Regions from separate parts of the Zea mays genome. Here regions 1 and 2 are each linked to region 3. A link is a contact called in public Hi-C data. All regions are on one chromosome and are shown on one strand. Each heading gives the region's core, a stretch centred on a gene start, on an enhancer-like site or on the middle of the called end of the contact. The rest is flanking DNA. Distances are from core to core; before and after follow the strand shown. Region 1 holds the start of LOC111589967. Region 2 holds the start of LOC541778 (CENPCB protein). Region 3 holds the start of LOC100285653.

Region 1 (2,964 bases), core at 206-2,705, 180 kb after region 3:
CAAGAGAATAAAAGGCATTTAAAAGGAATAATTGTTGTTTTAAATTGGAGAGCTGGTTTGGGCATTTTAGCGAATAATTGGAGTGCATGGCTGGAAGAGGTGGAGAAAAGGACACTTTCATGTATGGAAACCCTCGTAGGGACAAAGATCCTGCAAGGAGATGCTGACAAGGACACAAACAAGTGAGGTTTTGCACATCCATTCAACAAGAGATCTCAGATTTCCCAAGGGATCGAATACACCGAAGAACAAGGAGAGAGCACATCAGCTGAGAAACTTACCAGAGAAGAAAAGGAGGAGGAGCAAGTGATGAGAATGCTAGATGATAGGAGGGTGGGTCGCTGGTGGTGAGTTGGACAACAACTCGACAAGAGAGGAGAGGCGGCGCCACCGGTAAGGAGAGGCTCAAGCGGCAGCGCGGAGAAGAAAGGAGGAGCACACACGAGGAAGATGAAGCGATGAAAAGAAAATGGAGACTGGGCCTGAGCGAGAGAAAAATTAGAAACAACGGTTATGGGTACACCAGACAGGCAACAATAGACTGTCTGGTGCGCACCAGACAACCTGCATAGAGGTAGTTGCAAACCAACACTAAGCCTGAGCACCGAACAGTGCACAGTGCATTGTCTAATGCACACGGGACAATCCAACGAGCCCAGACAGAGAAAAGTTTGAATCTTTTCTTCTGTATTGCGCACCAAACCAAATCCTAACTTATAAGCACACAAAAGAACACCTGTTGGGATAAATATTGACACCCTCACATATTCTCTCAAATTTTTAAAGTATTCTGCGCTTCTTCTTAGACCGTCTCTAACAGGTATCTTAAAACAGGGGATACTGAATTATAGATAATATTGTTTATACTGTTTACAGAGGATAAAGTGAAGTTTAGAATACATGGACTCAGAGCATCTCCAAGAGATTCCTAAAAAAATATCCCCAAAAAGTAGTTTTGATAGCAGTCTAAAAACTATTTGAGCGTACGGTTTATGTGTTATGTCCAACAATACACCTAAATATAGACGTAAACTTTTACATAGGCCATGATCTGTTCAGCCCATATTTGTTTATGGGCCATATTCATTCACATCTCACGCCTTGTTGAGCCCATAGTTCAAAGCCCACGACATGGTCAGCCTATATGCGGTCAATCCATTGATGCAAATTCTGATTGTTTTCTTTTGCATGCGCCGGCGCCGCCTAGTTCTACAGCGGAGAAGATTTCCTGTAACGCGGTAGAAGATTCCTCCACCGCGCTTGTGAATTTCCTCTACTGGCTGAATTCCAGGTACTTTAATAAAATTTTGCTTTAATAATTCAAGTATATTGATTGCACATCGTGCCATCACTAGGGCCTTTGAAGTTTATTGATTGGCGCATATGAATTAAATATACCGATTGGTAAATAGCCCTTATGGTGATTAAAAAACGGTTTTAATAATTTTGATAGGATGAGTCGGCGATCTCTATTGCAACAACAATTAGATTATGAGTTTTTTATAACCATAGCACAAGTTTTAAAAGAACATAATAATGAACCAAAGCATGGTGGTTCTGTCATCGGCCATAAAGTTGTTCATTGTAAGGGAGAAGCTGCACACCAAAGATTATATGAAAATTACTTCTCAGATGATCCTATGTATGGACCAGAATTCTTCAAACGAAGGTTTATACAAAATACCAACTTATTGTGTTACCATCATGTCATATATTATATATTGTATAATTTTGTTATCCAATGTGCAGGTTTAGAATGAGTCGTCCACTATTCTTGCGCATTATGAATGCAATACAAAATCATGATAATTACTTCGTACAGAAAAGAAATGCAGCTAATGTACTTGGTTTGAGTTGTTTACAAAAGGTAACTGCTGCATTTCGTATGCTTACTAATGGGGTAGCCGTTGATGCCACTGATGAGTACATTTGTATTGGAGAAAGTACCGCTATCGAGAGTCTGAGAAATTTTGTTAAGGCAGTGGTCGAAATTTTTGAAAATGAGTACTTGAGATCACCTAATCAGAATGACACAAGTCGCTTACTAGAGATTGGAGTGGGGAGATGTTTTCCTGGTATGCTGGGCTCCATAGATTGCATGCATTGGAAGTGGAAGAACTGCCCAACAACACATCATGGTATGTTTTCTGGTCACGTTTGAGAACCTACAATTATCTTAGAAGCGGTCGCATCTAAAGATCTCTGGATTTGGCACACCTTTTTTTGGTTTACCCGGATCTCACAATGATATCAATGTTCTATAACGCTCTCCACTATTTGCAAACTTAGCTGAAGGTCAAGCGCTAGAAGTGAATTATAACATAAATGGTCATGCTTACAAAATGGGGTATTATCTTGCAGATGGTATATACCCATCATGGGCCACATTTGTAAAGACTATATCACAACCACAAGGAAATAAGAATAAATATTTTGCAAAAGCACAGGAGGCAGTAAGAAAGGATGTTGAACGAGCCTTTGGAGTCCTACAAGCTCGCTTCGCCATTGTTCGAGGACCTGCTCGTTTATGGGACATGGAGGCATTGGCATACATAATGAAGTCCCGTGTAATCATGCATAACATGATTATTGAAGATGAGGGAGATGTCGATCCAGAAGAACGATTTGATTCCCTAGAACACAATGTTCAACCTTCTCATTTTGCGACACCTGACCTTATGGAATTTATCGAGATACACAAGAATATAAGAGACAATGAAGTTCATCATCAATTACAAGAAGATTTAGTGGAGCACCTCAGACAGCATAAGCCAGATACATATTGAGTAACATTTTAATTTTTTTTATTGTAACTAGGATTTATTAATCAGTGTGCCTTAGCATAATAGTGAATACTGCTTCGAACAGGTTCACTATGTCCCAAACAAAGCCCATGCACAAAACAGATGCTACCACTTGAAACTTCGAACAGGTGAACCATCACTACATAACTGTTGTCACTTG
Region 2 (3,365 bases), core at 770-3,269, 220 kb before region 3:
GAATCAGTGTAAATGATAAAAGTGACCTTCAAGCCGATCCAAGGCCATGAAGAATGCGACTGGATCCGAAATATTCAATAACTTAGATCGATCCACAACAGGCACCGCTTTGCTGCAAAGAAAACAGCATCAAGACAAGTCAAATTAACAATATTCACAGCTCACACTGCTCCTGGAGTTCTATAGGAAGATAACAGCCTAGCGAACAGCTTGCCTTCCAGTGTCCTTCATAGTGAACCGAGCCCGTTTGCGATCCAGTGCTGCCCTTCTTCCCTGTTGCCCTTTGCTGACATTTGTGGGGGGCATGGCTTTCATTGCATCATCATGGTAGAGAGTCTGGATGTCCCCGTGCTCCTTCAGCACCATTGCAGCCTGCTTAACCAGCTCCTCAGACCCTTTCTACAAGGAATGTTGTGACATTCTGAAGTTAGCACTCAAGCAATCCGAGTAATACAATGTTTATCCTGCTTGGCGTGATGAGGTATTCCTGTATTTCCCTCTAAGAGCATCTCCAACATGTCCTATAAAAATGCCCTATAATTTAAAAATGGGTATATTTTATATGATTTAGGGCACTGTTGGCGCCGATCTTGGTCCCAAACACTGGAACGAACCACCTGGCGGTGCTCTCTACGGAGGCGCGGACGGTCCGCGACCTGGGGCAGGAGCGGCTCCTCCTCTGCACGCTTTCGGACGGTCCGCGCCTGGGGCCGGACGATCCGTGATAGCGCGGAGGGTCTTCTTCTCCGCGAAGAACCCTAAAGCTCGCTCCGGGAGAGATCCTGTCGAGGGGGAGAGTTCCTAGGTGTTGCTCCGGGTCGGCAGGCCACCCGGTGCTCCTCTAATCGGCGTAGAGTCGAAGAGAGATTGTCGTGGAAGACTAAATTAGATCTAAACATAAGGCTAAATTACTGCTACTCCTAGGAATTGGAAGAACGATACAAATAAGGTAAAATTGATAAGTAGATTTGATTGTATCGATTGTGGGGGGTTCAATCGGTCATAGCCCTTCATCTATATAAAGGGGAGGTCTGGACCCGTTATAAGTCGGCCTTCGAGTTAATCCCGCAAGAAATCCAGAATCCTAACTGATTCTGCGCACGCGCGGACGGTCCACGCCGCTACCGCGGACCGTTCGGCCTCAGGGCCGGACCGTCCGCCTGGACATTTTGGTACTCAACAGGTACCAACAAAATATTCCGGTCTAACATTAAAACCCTAAATCTAGATTATAGGGTAGCCCACCAAATCTAGATTATAGAACAGTCCATTACAGTGTAGTATATTTGAGGCACTTGAGAGAGTCTCCTATATTTTTTTGACAAAATTTTATAAAATACGACATTGTTGGAGTAATTTTTACCGTGTAGAGTTCTATATTTCAATTTGAGGCAGCCTTCGTTGGAGATGCTCTAATAGACCTAGAAAGGGGGCAACGACTCAAGCTCTAAATGGAAAAATGAACGCAGAACCCTATACCCCTAGCGACTATCGAGATGGACCTCCTTGTCAGGCAACCCCAAGCACGCGTGGCGGCGATTCGAGCCTGGGTATCATGCCTCAAAGGGCGAGTGCACGTACCCGCGACCGGGCGAGTGCGATGGCCTCGAGGAGCGCACCGCGGACCTTCGAGGGGGTGGGGCCAAGGGTCCGCGGAAGGAGCCGCGCAGGCGAGGTGATGGCGCAGAGAGGGTCGGCGGCGTCCATGCGGTTTCCCGGAGGAGCAGCGCCGCGCGTCGATCACGCATTCACGCGTCACGCCGCCGCGCTGGGATTCGAAGCGACGCCGGAGTGAGTAGAAAGTTGCTCGGGAGCGTGGGTGGGGATTGCCAGATCGGGAGTTCAAAAATTGAAACGGGGCATCAGGACGGGAGAGTGACTCCCGAGTGAGTGACTGTTCCATAGAGGCAGCTCAGACTGTGTTGGACTGTGTTGGTACTTTGGTTCGTGCCCAAACTTTTCACATATTGCCGCCGGCAAAACAACCCCCCTCCATTCAAGTACAGTCGCTAGAGGTGTACATTCTAATAGGTTGGTCCGAAAAAGAAAAAAAACACACGATCCAGATGCAACATGGCTCAAAATAATTTAGCGTCGAGCCGGCTGGGCCCGATATATCGAACCAGACTTGGGTCGAGATCATGGCTCACGGACGAGCAAGGTATGACTCATTTAAGGCAGGCACGAAATGGTCTATATAAAGGTACGAAAAGACACATATATTAATTAAAACTGTATTTCATTCTATATTTTTATGTACTTGATAAATAACGCAAAGTTAGAGATAACGCTAGTTAAATATTTTTTAGATTTAAAATAGACTATATGGTGTAATTTTACTTTTGCTATGAAAATTAGACAATGAGCTGAACTTACAAACTCTGTGTGGAGCTAGTTATATGTTTTCTCCTTATAACAAAAAGATCTTTTAACGATATAGTCATTACATAGTTCTACTAACTTAATAGAAATATTAAGTTTTTTGTCAAAATTATTTATCTTAGTTTAATACTCATCTCAAGAGAGCAATCAAGTGAATAGTTCTCATCTCCTCTCTCCCTACTCTCAAACATGGGTTTATTTACTCTAACACATATTATAGACCAAGTTTGTGTTGGGTTGAGCAAAATTTCCAAGATCATCTATTCACCCCCTCTCTAGGTGCTCTCAGCTTCACGAGCCATGGGACCTCCAGTCGGCCATGTACTAGGCCTGGGCCTTCGAGACCCGCTCAGCTGCGTCACCACTAGCCTCGGCGGTGCGAGGCACCAATTCCCCACCGCGCTAGAGCCAGACTGTGTAAACTCGAGCGCTGCAGCAACCGCCCCCAGCACGTAGGCGGCGTGCCAACCCCAGTAGAAGCTGACAGCCATGCTCGCCAGTTCTGTCGTCTCTCCCCTACCAAACAGCAAGAGTGGCACCGTCAAGGGCTCAGCTATAACTATGACGAGTCGTGCGTCCGAGGCCACATCTTTCAACACCTCTTCTACTTGGGTCGACCGACTTCATTAACGATGATATCCCAACCAATATCTTTGCTACAACAGGTCCTCATAACCACGACGTTGTGGCAGGGACTACTCCCGGTGGATGAATTTTCGACGCCTCTACCCCAACTTTCAACTCGAGGACGAGTTGTTTTTGTAGACATGGAGAGATGTTATGATCGACATCAACTATAAGAGACATTGGGGTCAGGATCAGAAGGCTTAAGGGCCAAGTTATCATTATATAAGGAGATAGCTATTAGAAGCTATTAGATAGGAGTTAGTTAGATAAGATAAGATGAGAATCTATTAGATATGAATTAGTTAGATAAGATAAGATGAGAGACTAAAAAACAACTATATATGCCTCTATTTGGA
Region 3 (3,397 bases), core at 295-2,794:
TTTTTTCATCACAATTGCACCCTTAGAACAGTAATTACACCCTTATTTTTTTCCTCGCTACTATCTACAGAAGAACACATTAATGGAAGTGATGAGTGCTTACTATTATATATATACATCTCGACCCTAATAGGATAAAAATCAGTCAGGATGGTGAAATATAGAACAAGCAGAGAAAGTGAAGATCTATAGAACTTATAAATGCTGACCTTATCATATTGAATCTCTAATATAATCACTGTGATGCCGACCAATGACTTTGAGCTTGTCAAATGGACACTAAGGATGTTGTATTTGCAAAAATTTAAATTGGGCAAATCATTCGATGTAAGTACCATATACTGTGGAATGGCAAGGAAAAGGTTCCTACTTAAGTTTCTTCTTGACAACTAACTTAACAACCCGGTCGCCTATCCAATTCAAGTTAGTGTCTCTAGGAAAGTGATCAACATAGGAAATAAGTAGCTTTAATTGATAGATGATAGTGGTAAAAAAGATCAGGAAAATGTAGAAAAACTAAGTGGATGTATAAAACAATCACCTTTGTTATCATAAGTATAATAGGATTAGCACCAGCAAAATCGATACATGTGCGAGGAAACTCCCATTGAAGTCGATGATGTCAACCTTCACGGAAACTATAATGAGTGAGAAGAGAAAAGAGAATGGAGCAATATGTGACAAGTTGTTTACCAATTTGACTATCAGTGCTTATGACAGCTTCCCTGAACTATTGTGTTGAACTATCTCTTGTTGTATTAGACTATCTTATGCTATTTGAAAACTAGCTTTTGTTGTATTAGACTATTATGTGATTCGAATCTTGTCATCATGTTTGAATTTTATTGGACTATTGTATGATCTAAATTTATTGCTATATTATTATGTTGAACTATGTTCCATACAATGCTCGTCTATAATTGTTTTGTTCGCGAACTAAATTGGAACAAACGATAAGCAATTCATGTTATCGGACCAAATAATATCTATATCAATCACCTATTCACCAAATAAATATCCGGTCTATGAATCCATATATGTTCCGTATGTAACTATCTATATTTAATCCCGAATCCGATTAAAATACAATACGATAGGATATGATTTTGAATGATCTACTATGGCCCTGTTTGGCACAGCTTATTTTCAGTTTCTTCACAAATTTAAGCAGAAGTTCTGCCAAACAGACAACTTCTGCAGCAGCTTATCAGTTCAGCAGCTTCTCAAAATGAACTAAAAGCAACCAACAAGCAGAAGCTGCTTTCTACCAGCTTATCAGATAAGCAGCTTTTTCAACAAGCAGCAGCTGTGCCAAACAGAGCCTATCTATCCATCCATATATGCTCGTTTTCACTCTAGACTGCTAGACCTATGTACGCATAGCTGATGGCGTGTCTATATATCTACGTGTTTGTGTGTGACTGTGTGCAGTTTTGAACCTAAAGCGGCCAAGCCCAGACGATTCACAAAGGCAAGTCTGGAAAAAATGTTGAATTGAGGGATTTGGGCGTATAAATGGCCCCCTCCCTTTCCAAACCCCTCCTCCGTCTATCCCCACAGCCGCCTTGCCTCCATTGTCTCTCCACTCCCTTCTCTTCCCTCTCACCTCCTAAAACCTCCATTGCCCGCGCGCACGAGCGCCCGCGTCGAGGACTCCAGCTCGTGTGTCCGTGCGAACGCGCGGTTTTCTTGTCACGAACTGTCGCTCCGGTCAGGGGATTGAGGAGGTGGGGCGGCGGCGGCGGATTTGTCGGGCCCGAGATTCCCGGACAAGGAGAAATGAAGTACGTCCTTGTCACCGGCGGGGTAGTGAGCGGCCTGGGCAAGGGCGTTACAGCCAGCAGCATCGGCGTCGTCCTGAAGGCGTGCGGCCTCCGCATTACGTCCATTAAGATTGGTACGTGTCCCCCGCCGCCGCCGTCTCCTCCTTACCTAAACGAACCGCGCGTACCTTCCGTTTTAAAACCTGGAACGGCGCGTTAGGGTTGTCATTCGACCTAAGGTTGGGGGTGGTTCTGAGCTTTCGATCCGTTCCGGCAACATGGGCCGGCAAAAGATTTGGTTTTGGAGCGATACTCGTGGCGGGGACTGTGGGTGGAGGTTGGTGTGCGGAGGACCCGGGTTCCTGGTCGAGTTAGGTGAAAAGTCCCTCTTTTGAACCTTCCGCTCAGTGCTATTGCCGTTGTATTCGTTGGTGCCTTTGGTTTGGAGGATATGTTGTCAAAACTGGTCTCTGATTTTCATGATAAGTTTGCCAATCTTGCCACTTAAAGACGTTGTGGTTCTTTTCCTTCAAAGACTGCTTTATAGTTGGGTGGCCACCTACTCAGGGTTATCCTTCGTGCGAATGGGGTTTCCCTTCCTCCTGATATTGTTTAGGAGAAGAATATATTTATGGAGGGATGACACTTCCATTTGACTTTGTAGTGGTCTTAGGGAATGTTCTGCTTAAGCCATAAATCTTTGGAGTTTGAACAATGGTGGTTTATTCATGATTTGCCTGATATTCTAGAACATTGTGGTTTATTTTACTTCACTGGTTGGTCGTCAGCGCTTATGCCTGGGCAAGTGCCTCCGGCAATATGTTCTCTTTAGTATTTTTAACAGAAATGGCTTAATATGTTCACGTTTGGGACAATAAATTTGCCTTTTTTGGATGCCCATAAATTTGCCTCGACTCTCATTAGTTGAGCACAATTTTTGGTTCTCGATGCTGTGGCCATGGAAACAAGGTAGTTGGAGAAGACTAGGTTTCACCTCCTATGCTTGTCTCTGTCTTCCAGATATATTATGCTATAGAGGGCTTGCCGCTGCTGATTTAGATATCACATGACACCAATGCTGATTTAGTTATCTTCATGCCACGAACCTATGGATGCCAGCTCTGCACTGCGGTATCTTTTGACTTAATTCAATCTAATGTTACATGTTTTGATTGGCAATACTTATTCTTATCCAGTACCCACCTATACCCTTTGTTTTTGCTGTTGTTGCCTTGTGACTCTTGTACTAATGTTGCCCTTGTGCCTTGATTGTGACCTTTGCCATTGTAAAATCTATGGTGGCAAGCCAGCTATTGCTTGCACTGATGCTTTAGTTGCTTGTGTTCGTCTTCATGTGGTTGACATGTTCTCATTGAATTACCTGAATATGCAGATCCTTATCTTAACACTGATGCTGGGACTATGTCTCCATTCGAACATGGTGAAGTGTTCGTACTGGATGATGGTGGCGAGGTATTGATATTGACATGTCACAAAGTCAAATTTTGCTAGGCACAGCACTTGTTAACCCATCTAATTTAAGTACTTATTTTGTGCCTGTTAGGTGGACTTGGATCTTGGTAATTACGAGAGATTTTTGGACATTAAACTTACTCGGGACAATAATATAACCA

The links. A called contact is a pair of places that touch in the nucleus more often than the background predicts.
Region 1: a contact with region 3 is called in a Hi-C map of leaf, with 6 times the contacts expected there. The contact joins the promoter of LOC111589967 here to the promoter of LOC100285653 in region 3. A contact is called at or near these places in 2 of 25 Hi-C or Micro-C datasets (both in leaf).
Region 2: a Hi-C map of tassel shows a contact between it and region 3, with 5 times the contacts expected there. The contact joins the promoter of LOC541778 here to the promoter of LOC100285653 in region 3. A contact is called at or near these places in 12 of 25 Hi-C or Micro-C datasets (bundle sheath, ear, endosperm and 6 more) and 1 of 3 datasets of contacts at active chromatin or transcription factors (leaf).

The regions. Positions count from the first base shown.
Region 1 is chr8:147,525,828-147,528,791 of Zm-B73-REFERENCE-NAM-5.0, reverse strand. LOC111589967 reads left to right here and starts at 1,455. Exons shown (of 3, transcript XM_023300889.1): 1 at 1,455-1,669; 2 at 1,750-2,075; 3 at 2,290-2,786. The coding sequence starts at 1,455. The coding sequence ends at 2,786. LOC111589977 (a long non-coding RNA gene) reads right to left here and starts at 439. Exons shown (of 3, transcript XR_002749049.2): 1 at 282-439.
Region 2 is chr8:147,930,017-147,933,381 of Zm-B73-REFERENCE-NAM-5.0, reverse strand. LOC541778 (CENPCB protein) reads right to left here and starts at 2,019. Exons shown (of 14, transcript XM_008658427.3): 1 at 1,582-2,019; 2 at 215-399; 3 at 27-112. The coding sequence starts at 1,707.
Region 3 is chr8:147,708,350-147,711,746 of Zm-B73-REFERENCE-NAM-5.0, reverse strand. LOC100285653 reads left to right here and starts at 1,544. Exons shown (of 21, transcript NM_001158544.2): 1 at 1,544-1,897; 2 at 3,157-3,236; 3 at 3,328-3,397. The coding sequence starts at 1,780.